Regions from separate parts of the Rattus norvegicus genome. Here region 2 is linked to region 1. A link is a contact called in public Hi-C data. All regions are on one chromosome and are shown on one strand. Each heading gives the region's core, a stretch centred on a gene start, on an enhancer-like site or on the middle of the called end of the contact. The rest is flanking DNA. Distances are from core to core; before and after follow the strand shown.

Evidence for each region. Hi-C and Micro-C count contacts between places; a contact is called where the count stands out from the background.
Region 2: a Hi-C map of Schwann cells shows a contact between it and region 1, with 2.6 times the contacts expected there. The contact joins the promoter of LOC134480129 here to the enhancer-like site in region 1. A contact is called at or near these places in 8 of 12 Hi-C or Micro-C datasets (the A7r5 cell line, Schwann cells, frontal cortex and 5 more) and 1 of 1 datasets of contacts at active chromatin or transcription factors (oligodendrocytes).

What each region holds. Positions count from the first base shown.
Region 1 is chr8:38,644,937-38,650,460 of GRCr8, forward strand. No RefSeq gene overlaps it. Among named protein-coding and RNA genes, the nearest start is that of Ldhal1, 26 kb to the left of the region's middle. Within about 2 kb of position 4,220, at least 12 of the 93 cell types and tissues checked have an H3K27ac peak or open chromatin away from gene starts, as enhancers often do. A contact at or near this core is called in the A7r5 cell line and Schwann cells, where this site is marked.
Region 2 is chr8:38,696,761-38,702,217 of GRCr8, forward strand. LOC134480129 (potassium/sodium hyperpolarization-activated cyclic nucleotide-gated channel 2-like) reads right to left here and starts at 1,868. Exons shown (of 4, transcript XM_063266361.1): 1 at 1,795-1,868. The coding sequence starts at 1,868. All of the region lies in intron 1 of Arhgap32 (Rho GTPase activating protein 32), which reads left to right. LOC134480155 (a long non-coding RNA gene) reads right to left here. Exons shown (of 2, transcript XR_010054347.1): 1 at 5,020-5,457; 2 at 3,014-4,887.

The sequences.
Region 1 (5,524 bases), core at 2,970-5,469:
AACAGCCTTGATTCGGGAGAAAGGGGGAAACTGTAATAATGATATTAACCCGAAGAAACTACTTAGAGGACTCAGTGGAGTTTTCCCTTTAAAAAAAAAAAAAGAGCAGAACTGAAAGTAAAAAAGAAAAGCACTGTGAAAAAGAGACATCCCAAAAGGAGGTGAAAGAATGGATGTTGCAACAGTATATCCAAATGGCTCTTTCTAGTAAAGGCTCACCTACCAGGGAAGAGAGGGTTAGGAGGTAACAACCTGGCAAGCACAGGAAACGTGCACTTTAATTTTAAACAGTGCTCCTGGGCTCCCTGTTGCTGGAGTTACCAGACAACAGAGGAAGGGAAAATAACAATATTATCTTAAAATAGCGTGTGCCAGTGTGAGGGAGTTCTCTCTGCAGTCTCTGCCGACAATTCCAATGTATATGTTTGCCTAAGGGCAGGAGATTGCAAAGGGACTCCCAGCCAACCAGCACTAATTCTCAGAGGAGTCATCTGTGTTCCAGATGCGGGACAGAGATGTCATTTGATCAAATGATTACAGAAATACCTGATTTATCAGGATTTTTCAATGCCGCTATACACAAGGTATCTAGTTACATTGCAGAGTTTCAGTATGGGGGCAGTATGTCGTAGCTCTCAAATTCAGATAAAAAGGCATTTTTCGTGGACTGCTCCCTGGCCCTAGCCTTCTAGCGATGCTGTCTGGGAACTCTCTTTTAATCCTGTGTTTAATTTTTCATCTAGTCTGGCGATGTCGCTTGAGTTGATGATTCCCTCTTCGCTGACCTCCTATACTAGTCCCAGCCTTAGACACCTCCACCATGTTCCTTTCACTACTCAGTTATCTTTACAAGTTTATCTCTTCTGCTGCCTCTGAGATACTCCAACATCTGGCCCAATAGACCCCTCTCTACTCTTCCTTGGAATAAAGACAAGTAGTGCGAAAGGCAAGACCTGTCCTGGGTACTTGCTCAGGTGTCCGTCAGCATCCATGGAGAATTGCTTCCAGAACCCCGGGATGCCAACATCCCCAGATGTCCGAGTACTCGACGTAAGATGCCTTAGGCTTTGCACATAACCCCCGCACATCCTCCTGTGCAGTCGGAATTTTTCCTAGAATACATACAATGTGGATGCCATGAATATAGTTGTCTTAAGGTATTATTTAGAGAATAGTGACAAGGAAAAACACACTCCATACAGGTGCAACGTTTTAATTATTTACTTATTTAATTATCCATCCATTTACTTAAGACAGAGTCTGTATGCCGGGGTGGCCTTGAACTCTCTATGTAGTCAAAGATAACGCTGAACTTCAGATCCCCCTGCCTCTACTTGCTAAGATTACAGTCATGTTCAGCCACTCGATGTCATGCTGGGGATTAAATCGAGGGCCTCTTGCACTCCAGGCAAGCATTCTACCATCTTAAGAACATTTGAAGGGGGGTTGGGGATTTAGCTCAGTGGTAGAGCGCTTGCCTAGTGAGCACAAGGCCCTGGGTTCGGTTCTCAGCTCCGAAAAAAAGAAAGGCAAAAAAAAAAAAAAAATTGAAGGGTCCTAGCATTCTAGGGCCTGGTAAACAAGACCTTGCCCTGATCCTTCCCCTCTCCCTGGTTAACCATAGATTACATCCCCATAGCTAGCAATCGAGGATTATTCCCTTACTTGAACACTTTTTTTTTTTTTGTTCTTTTTTTCGGAGCTGGGGACCGAACCCAGGGCCTTGCGCTTCCTAGGTAAGCGCTCTACCACTGAGCTAAATCCCCAGCCCTGAACACTTTCTTATGCCAAGTTCATTCCTGAGGAGGACCACCAAAGTCCAGCCGTCAAAAGCCCGCTTTGGTGCCTGACCACAATATACTGCCACGTCCTAACCATTCTAACACAGACCTCCCACTTTTCTCTCCTTAAAAAAATCACAAGTGCAAGGTCATTTGTTGCTGTTTTCTGCCTGAGTTCAGAAAGCATCCACTTCACCTTTTCTTCCCTGCCTAATACAGGATCTCTCTGTGGAAACAGAATTTGGGGTATGGTGTGTGTCTAGTGCGGGGCCGGGGAGAGAGCTCCCACTGGGCAGGGCTTTTATTTTGTTTGTTTGTTTGTTTACATAGAGCTCAGGCTAGCTTCAGATTTGCAATAAAAGTGGGATGACCTTGAGCTCCTGCTCCTTCAGCTTCTACCTCCCAAGTCCTGGGACAATAAGAGTGTGTCCCCAGAACTAAAAACTTCAATTAAAAATATATTCGAACCATGGTTGCTTGAATCTATGGATGCGGGAGCTGTGGGTATGAAGGGTCAGCTGTGTTTAATCGCTCATTTGACTTTCTCCAACGCTTCACCAAATCTTTTCTTTAAAATGTATGTGGATATCTTGCCCGCATGTATGTGTGTACACTACTTGTGTACCTGTTGCCCATGGAGGCTAAAAGAGGGAGTGTCAGATGCCCTACGACTGGAGCTACAGACTGTCGGGGGCCTCCACGGGAGTTCTGAGAATCGAACTCACGTTCTCCGGAAGAGCAGGCAGTGCTCTTAACCATGGAGCCAGCTCTCCACCGTCTCTTTCAAATGTTCACAAGTAGAAAAAATACACAGGTTTGATGACTTGCCCAAGGACCCTTGGCTTAAGAACAACAGTCATGGGATGAACACAGGCTTTGAGCTGCTGAGACCCCCGGGACAAAGAGGAGCAGAAGTCAACCCTTGGGTTCAGTCTGGAAACGTATGTGTCTCCCTGCAGCTTCCGGTGCCTTCCGTGACCTTTCCCCTCTGGCTTCGGTTCTTTAACTTAATTTCTAACCTGATCATTGCTTTCTGCTTTATCTTTCCAAAGAACCAAAAACAAAACAAAACAAAACAAAAATAAACAAACAAAAAAACCCCAACAACTAATAGGGGGACAAGTTAAGGATAAATGACTGGCATAAAGTAAACAACAACTTAGGCAGGAACAGTAACAGAGCACCCCACTATTGTTTCCGCTTCTAAGGGAAACTTAAATCACTGACAGGTATCGGTTATGTGCTAGGCACACACCTGAGCACTGGACACATGAACGGATATATAAATGACAGTATCTCAAAACACACCTAGAAAACAACAGACTGAGCCAGGGTCCTGGAAGATGATAGAAGGAGGACACTTGCCTCAGAATATCCTTCCACTGTGATGCCTGAACCATGGTGCCTGAACCTAGGCACTTGCAATTCTAGGAAACCTCTAAACAGGAAAGTGTGGAGCTGTTCATAGGCAAAAACAGGATCTAATTACTCCAACATTAGCTTGCCACTGGGCACAAATCCCAAATCCTGAATCCCTCAAGGTTCCATCTCTACAAACGCCTCTGAGAATGGAAACACTGAAGGGAAGAAGTGCAGTGTCCCAATGCTCTTAGGACCCCAGCCAGAGTCTCCCTTCGTCCCCCAAAGGGAGGGCTGCACGGGGAGTTTTGTCTAAGAGTTTGCTAACAGTCACTGTAGGGCTCCTCTCTTGAGAGCAGGTAGCTGGGATGATGTTCCCAGGCTTTTCCTTAGGTCCTAAAGTGACACTGTCCTCAAAGACACCATCCCTTGGACTGATAATCTACTTGGGAAACAATCTTCAGGCCTCTTTAAACCATCTCCCCCCTGCCCAGGGAGTGAAACCTAGGGCTTCCACCATGGGAGGCAAGCTCTCTATAATAAACAGTATTCCCAGCACCGTTTGAAAAAAAACTATAGGACTTAAACACATATTCAGGGCTCTGCACTGCCTTTGCCAGAACAGATCAAACGGAATCAAACATCTTTCGCCAAGGGGCTCCCTCTACAGTCCAACTCACATTATCCCTAACTTCATAAATAAGGGCGTGAATCTCAGACCAGATGACCATCCTGCCCTAAGTCATACGGAGAATAATTAGATCAGTCACTCAAGGTTATATTATTACTAAAATCCTGGTAGCTTAGAGTGTCAGCATGGAAAGGAATCATAAATACAGTGGCATTTTCAATATCCAAAACTAGGACATTTGGTCTGACAACCCCTAGTGCATTCCCAGAGACAGGGAGAGGGGGATGTGAATTGGTGCTGCCCCAGAAAATAGGATCTGTGCTCCTGACTGGCAAGGGATCACCCAGTCCGATCTGCTTATTCATAGTTGAGGCCCCTGAAGCCGGAAGAAGCTCAGTGACTTGACCCAGGAGGAGGAGGTGGTGGGCAGAAATGTTTTCTGTTTTCTCAAGCCTCAAGGTTGAGTCAACAGGCGTGGGTGGGTGGAGGACAAAAAGGGGCCATTGTTCCAAACGCACTCTCTCAGATGGACTGGACTGACCCACAGGGCCTGCGGTAATCCAGAATGGGTGTGGCTCCCCCTATGCTCCAGAGACCACATTGGAAAACGGATGAAACTGAGGGGCTTAATGTCCTGCAGACGCAGGCAGTTTAAAAAAAAGGGGGGGGGCCTTTGTACAACTACACAGAGTTTTCCTTCGGAGGGTAACATTTCATGCAAAGTAGCTGATATCTCCCAAGGTTTACTTTTTTTTTCTTCCGGAAGCAGGATATTAAACTGACAAGACACAGAACTAATAACCTCCCCGGCATACTAAATTCAAGTGTAAGTCAAGGCAAGAAGTCAAACTGACAGTGGCTTAACAACAATCTGCATAAGGCCTGTAGTGAGCTAGGCAGCATCAATATTTATTAGCGAATCCTCAGTTTGCTTCTAACCCCTACTGCGTGGACCGCGTTTGACCTCATTTTATATTTAGTAAGAGAAGACACCAGGAAGAGTCAGCTCAAGGGCTCCTGGTGGGTCCGCTTTCGGCTGGCTGCCTTGCCCTGGAGACTATTCTCTAAACCGACACTCGTCCATAATAAAACGTGCATCTCCTAGCGTCCCTTTAAGATATCTAAATTGGGGCTCTGGGTAGCAGATGGAATCCTTCCAATGGTCATCTCCACCTCTCCTCTATACAAATGCACAGCCTCGGTGCTGATAGAGAGATTGCTTCCTGGGAAACCGATTTCCTCCCCATTGTCCTATGGGCTGCTAGGAGACCCCGTGCTGTGCGGGGTGGGCTCCGGGACTGTGTACTCCATCCACTAAGGAGCTGTATCACACAGGCAGTGTTTCCGAGCGTGAGGTTTGGAAGATATGCCTGAATGGGAATTGTGTTCCACTTCCCCGATTTAGACTTTTTTTTTCTCCTGCTGCTTATTTTCCGTGTGTGGAGCTGTTTTGCAGCCTAAAAGGGCCTGGAGCTAGTGTTCTCAAAGCCTTGCGTGCCCACGTCACACCCACTCTTACCAGGGCCCAACAATTATTTCATTCATTACTTCGTTCATTCATTTCCTTTGAGTTTGTTTCCAGAGCAGCGTAACCCGCCGGTCAAGCTCATTCTCTATTCCACTGGCGAAGAGTCTGGGTGGGAGGTGAATGGCCAGACTGCAATGTGCTCCCGATGCACTGTTCAAGTGAGAGGGAGGGCTCTTCTCTGTTCACTGTCGGCCTCAACCTTCAATCCGGCCTTGAATGAGAGCT
Region 2 (5,457 bases), core at 618-3,117, 49 kb after region 1:
ACCTGCAGCTGAGGCTTAGAGAAGGTGGCTGGGAGGAGGAGGCCCACCTCAGGATGCTTGGGATGGTCTCATAGTTATCCTGTAGGAAATAGAATTCGGATAATTACAATCTTGGTCGTATGCAGAATTAGTCAAGCTGTAAACTGCTCGAGGCACTGCATGATGCTACATGGCTAGCTGGGCCGTGGCACTGTTGTCAGCATCCCTTTTATTTTTCATTCTTTCAGAGTTTTATTTGGCGCAGATTGAGACCTTTTAAGTGCGTCTGAATGGGCAGAACTTTTCTGATACATTGGTTGCTTTTGTAAACATTCGCCATTATTTGTGTATTTCTATTGGAAGAAGAAAAGGCAAACGGTGCCTGTAGTAACTGGCTCTTGAAGTCCACAAACTGCTAGTTTGATCCAGTGACTGGATTTGTGGGAATATTTTTGAGTAATGATGTTTGTGGTTCGTGAATGCTTTTTTTTTTCCCCCGTTCTTGAATGAATTGACGTCTAAGTCAGAATCTGCATTTGTTCCCTGGCCTTGAGTGGGAAGGCAGTAGAAGCAGCAGTTGCCACAGCACATCCTCTCTGAGTTCAACCCTCCTGCTGTATGTTCTTTTTCACGGGGTTGTTTGTGAAGATGAGGGACGATGATGTGATTTCCACCAACAGGCATGTCTGGAGTCTGATTCATCCTAAAGGAGCTGCTTCTCAGGACCAGAAGTGAGGTTGGAACTGTGCTGAAGCCAGTTAATCTGTCCCTACCGTGCTCTGTGTAGCCGGCTCTGAATAAAGCAGCACTTTGGACAGAGGCTTGCCCAGCTGTGGCTTTGGTGGCAGCTTATGATCCTGTCCATGGAGATGGGGGCAGGGTGACACAGTGGGGGTGGGGGATGACTAAAAGATGTATGTGGGACAGAAAGGAAGTGTTAGTTGAGGAACCTTGGTCAGTTATATAACAGTTTTGTTTCCGAGGGAGAGTCTAAGAACCAGCAAGGCAGGCTCAGCTGTCATTAGAGCCTTTGATGTCGGGTTGAATTCCAGTAGTAGTTATGTTCCTTTTATTTCCTTTTCCCAACCCCACATTATTTTTCAATCACCAGAAGCTTAGCCACAGTTGGGCTGAGATTTTTAATGGCAATGCATTCGTTTTCTACTTCTTTCTAATTCAGTGTTTCTTTTGCTTTTATACAGAAGAAGATGTTTTTATTGTTGCCTTTTCCTCTTTGGATGACTTTTTTCTTCATTTTTTAAGACAAGGTCTTGGGGATTCCCTTGCTTGGCCTCAAAGTTGATATCTAGATGTGAATGGCCACCAAATTCTGATTCTCCTGTTTCTACTTCCCGATTAAATTTTATATCACCAGACCTCATTTATATGGTGCTTTGTGCATGCCAGACCAGCACTGTACCAGCTGAACTGCATCTCCATTAGAAGATTTTCCCATCAAAATATTCTCTTTCTAAACTGACTGGGCATATTATCCACATAGTATATATAGACTCACTGTTGCCTATAGATGAATTTAATAAATGTCAGGGACTAGCAGATGTTTTCTTCTTAAGACAGTAGCAAAAGAAAATGACTAAACATAGCATCTTTAAAGGCTAAGACTAGCATCCATGAGAATTTTAAGGGTTTAACATGGAATCTGGTATCCATGGAAGCAGTCAAGAGGCAGCGGATTTGAAGATAGGCCATGGCTATAGTTCTGTTACTTAATTACTGTTCTAGTTACTTTTCTGTTGCTGTGATAAAACATGAATCAAAACAAACTTGGAGAGCAAAGGGCCTATTCCAGCTTACATTCCAGCAGGAACACGGAAGCGGGGACTGAAGAAGGTAGCGAGAGGAATGCTGCCTACTGGCTTGTTCTCCATGGCTTGTTCAACTTCTTTCTTATAACTGCACTGACCCAGGTTATAACTACATGCCTGGTGGTGGCATTGTTTGTAAGTCATTAATTAGGAAAATGGCCTCACAGACACACCTATAGGCACTTTGATAGAGGCAGTCCCTCTTGCCAGGTGATTTTTTTTTTGTCAAGTTGGCAAAACAAAACTGACCGCCAGCACAATAGCATTATAGCTTTCTGGGGCACAGCTGTCATTTCAGAATCTATTATTTTTAATTATAAAATATGTGTGGGAAAGCTTGTGCTCTATATAGTTGGGGAGGGTCAGGTGATAGAAAGCATGTAAAACCTGTTATGAGGAAGGAAACACCACCAATACACACAAACAGTGTTAAACCCAGTCCTTTCTCACTTGATAAGTAGGCTTGGCACAGTGTTTTATTAATCTGACTTTTCTTGTTATACAAGGAATTGAACCCAGGGATCCATGCAGGCTAGGCAAATAAGTGCTCTATCTTTCAGTCCCATCCCTAGCCCTTGGCAAATATTTTAAAAGCGAGTTACAATACATAGATAAAGAACAGGAGGCGTTAGATTTCTTCTAGTGCTAAGCTCATGCGATACTTAATTTTTGAGGGGAGCCCTGTGCAAAAACTAGCTTTGGGCTTTTGAGAATTTTTAGTCGCTCTCAGGAAGGTTAAGTGAGTTGAGACTTCGGGTTTCTTGAGAGTATTCGAAGTATTCAAGAACTTCACAAGTAAGAGTATGTAAGATATTTTATAGGGTTAGATGTGTGAGGTATGCATGTATGTTTCCCTAGCAGTCGAAGGCCCAGGGTTTGCCCCCTTGCACTCTCAGAAACAAAGTTTGTGTTTGTCTGCCTTTATGTATGTATATGTTCATGTGGGGTTCGTGTGGGTGTGTTTGTGTGTGTGTGGGGGGGCAGAGGTCAGCCTTAGCTATCATCCTGTAGGAGCCGCCCATCATATTCCTTGAGACAGGTTCTCTAATTATCCTGGAGCTTACTGTCGACTAGACAGACTAGTCAGTGAGTCCCAGGGATTCTTTTTTTTTTTTTTTCTTTTTTTTTTAAGATGTGTATTCTGGGGCTGGGGATTTAGCTCAGTGGTAGAGCGCTTACCTAGGAAGCGCAAGGCCCTGGGTTCGGTCCCCAGCTCCAAAAAGAAGAAGAAGAAAAAAAAAAGATGTGTATTCTGGAGATCTGAACTCAGGTCCTCATACTTTTATTGACGGATCCATCTCTCCAGCCTGTCTGAATCATCTAGGTTGGGGTTGATCCAGTGCAGGCTACAGGCCTGAGTGACTCATGAGCTAAGAGAGGGGGACTTGCTGACCAAGTTGTGGAAAATTAAAAAAAAAAAATTATTGGGAGCTGGGGTTCTCACTCAGTGGCTCAGTTCTAGAGCCCTGGCTTAGCTTGTGTTAGCCCCTGGGATTGATCCTTAGCACTGTAAGAAAAAGCTTTACTGAGATATGATCACATTCATCTATCTTACACACTGCTGATGGCTGACTTGGCATCTAACAGTAGACCTGATTATTTCAGGAGGCATTGAGTCCAGCAAACCCTAAAATCTTTATCATCTAATCCTTGGCACAAAAAGTTTGTCAGCCTCTGATTTAGGACTTGACTTCTTTTTTCTTTCTGTAATTAGCTCAGGTGGTGTTTTCTGTCACAGCCTCATGAAAGTTCTGACTTGTGGAGAAGCGCTAAATTTTACTTTGGAGCCTGTGTCTGAGTGTTCATTATGATATTTAAAACATTTGGTCCTGCATATCTTGGTGATTTGGGTGTCTCCATTGTAACTAAGAAATAGTATAGTTACTATCTGTCTACCTTAGGCAGTTGTCTGGGGGTGGGGAGGATTAAATGAATGGTGCTTGTCAAATGTTGACACAATATTGACTAAACAGTAACTACTAAGTAAGTGAACGCAATAGCCATAAATTCTCATCTAAAATGCTGTAATAGTTCTGAGCTCAGATTTTAGATCCCCCCTCCTCCTTGGGTATTATGCTACATTCAATTTTTTTTTGGTTCTTTTTTTTTTTTTTTTTTTTTTTTTTTTTGCTACATTCAATTTTATAGAGGGATTTTTTTTTTCTTTTACTGAAGCTGTTAGTTTAGTTAGGGGCTAACAATGAATAATTTAAAACATGTCCTATATATTCCAACACATATTTATTAAATATAAATGTATATCAGATAGTTAAGAGAAAAGGAGAAAATGTCTGTTTTTCAGAGGCCCTGTTTTCTGATAACTTCCTAGCAGTATGCTCAAGCTTGCAAGATGAACTTAAATACCACTTCTATTTTAGTGCTGGCTTTTTTCTTTTTTTCTTTCTTTTTTTTATAAAGAGATGTGTGAGAAAGACCTGTTTTAATTAGGCCAGGGGAAGATAACTGTCCCTGTGTGTGCTCTGTACTCTACTTCTTAGGATTTGCAGCAACATTTTTGTAACATTCTCTTTGGAGTTAAAATAATAAAAGTTATTATTATTTTATTGTTTAGAGACTTTGACATTAAACTGTTTCCTTGAGTGTTTTGCTTATTTCCTAGTTCAGAAATAGGATGTGCATCCCAAACGCTGATTTGTTTAGGGTTAATCCCAATGGAAGAGTGAGCAAACAGAAGAAGACCATTGTTCTGACAGAATTAAACAAAACAGAATTGGGGTCACTGTTGCTCTTTCAGCCCTGCAAATTATGTGGCTGCCTGGCCTTGTATGAACCTTAATTGAAGTGAGACGAACCAGGGGAGGTAGAGGAGGTGATAAGTTCCCACACTGCCCTTGGTGGAACAGTGGGTTGGAGGTGCAGTCGTTTTCCATAGTGGGGCAATACTCCATATCTGCAAAACGGGTATGGAACAGTTACAGCACTTGAAAAATGGAAAGGCCTAATATGAGGCGATATCCTCTCTTCAGGAAAAAACCCAGCAAAACCAGGGATTCCTTAACCTGGCAGATCAAGGCTGAACAGAGGACTAGTAAGATCTGTTAAAATAATTACAGTTTCAGGGCTGGGGATTTAGCTCAGTGGTTAGAGCGCTTACCTAGGGAGCGCTTACCTAGGAAGCGCAAGGCCCTGGGTTCGGTCCCCAGCTCCGAAAAAAAAGAACCAAAAAAAAAAAAAAAAATAATTACAGTTTCACAGTATACCTGGACAAGGGCTCTTCCTTGGTATTTAAAGGTACTCACTGTAGGATAGGCAAAATAAAGCGAGAGATAGGGTGATTGTTTTAATCTCTCACACAGAAGGCATGAGCTAGAATATATTAAGAGTGAATGTAAAATTGTATTTTCAGAAGTAAGTCAATATTTTGGCTTGTGGCCATCCTTTGGTTAGCTTTTCCTCCTTTCTTAAAGATTTATTTTTCAGGGCTGGGGATTTAGCTCAGTGGTAGAGCGCTTACCTAGGAAGCGCAAGGCCCTTGGGTTCGGTCCCCAGCTCCAAAAAAAAGAACCAAAAAAAAAATTTTATTTTTCATCTTTATTTAGATGTATGTGGATTCCCCAGAGGTCAGAGGAGAACATTGCATCCCCTGTAGCTGCAGATGTACGTGGTTATAATCTGCCTGGTGTGGATACTG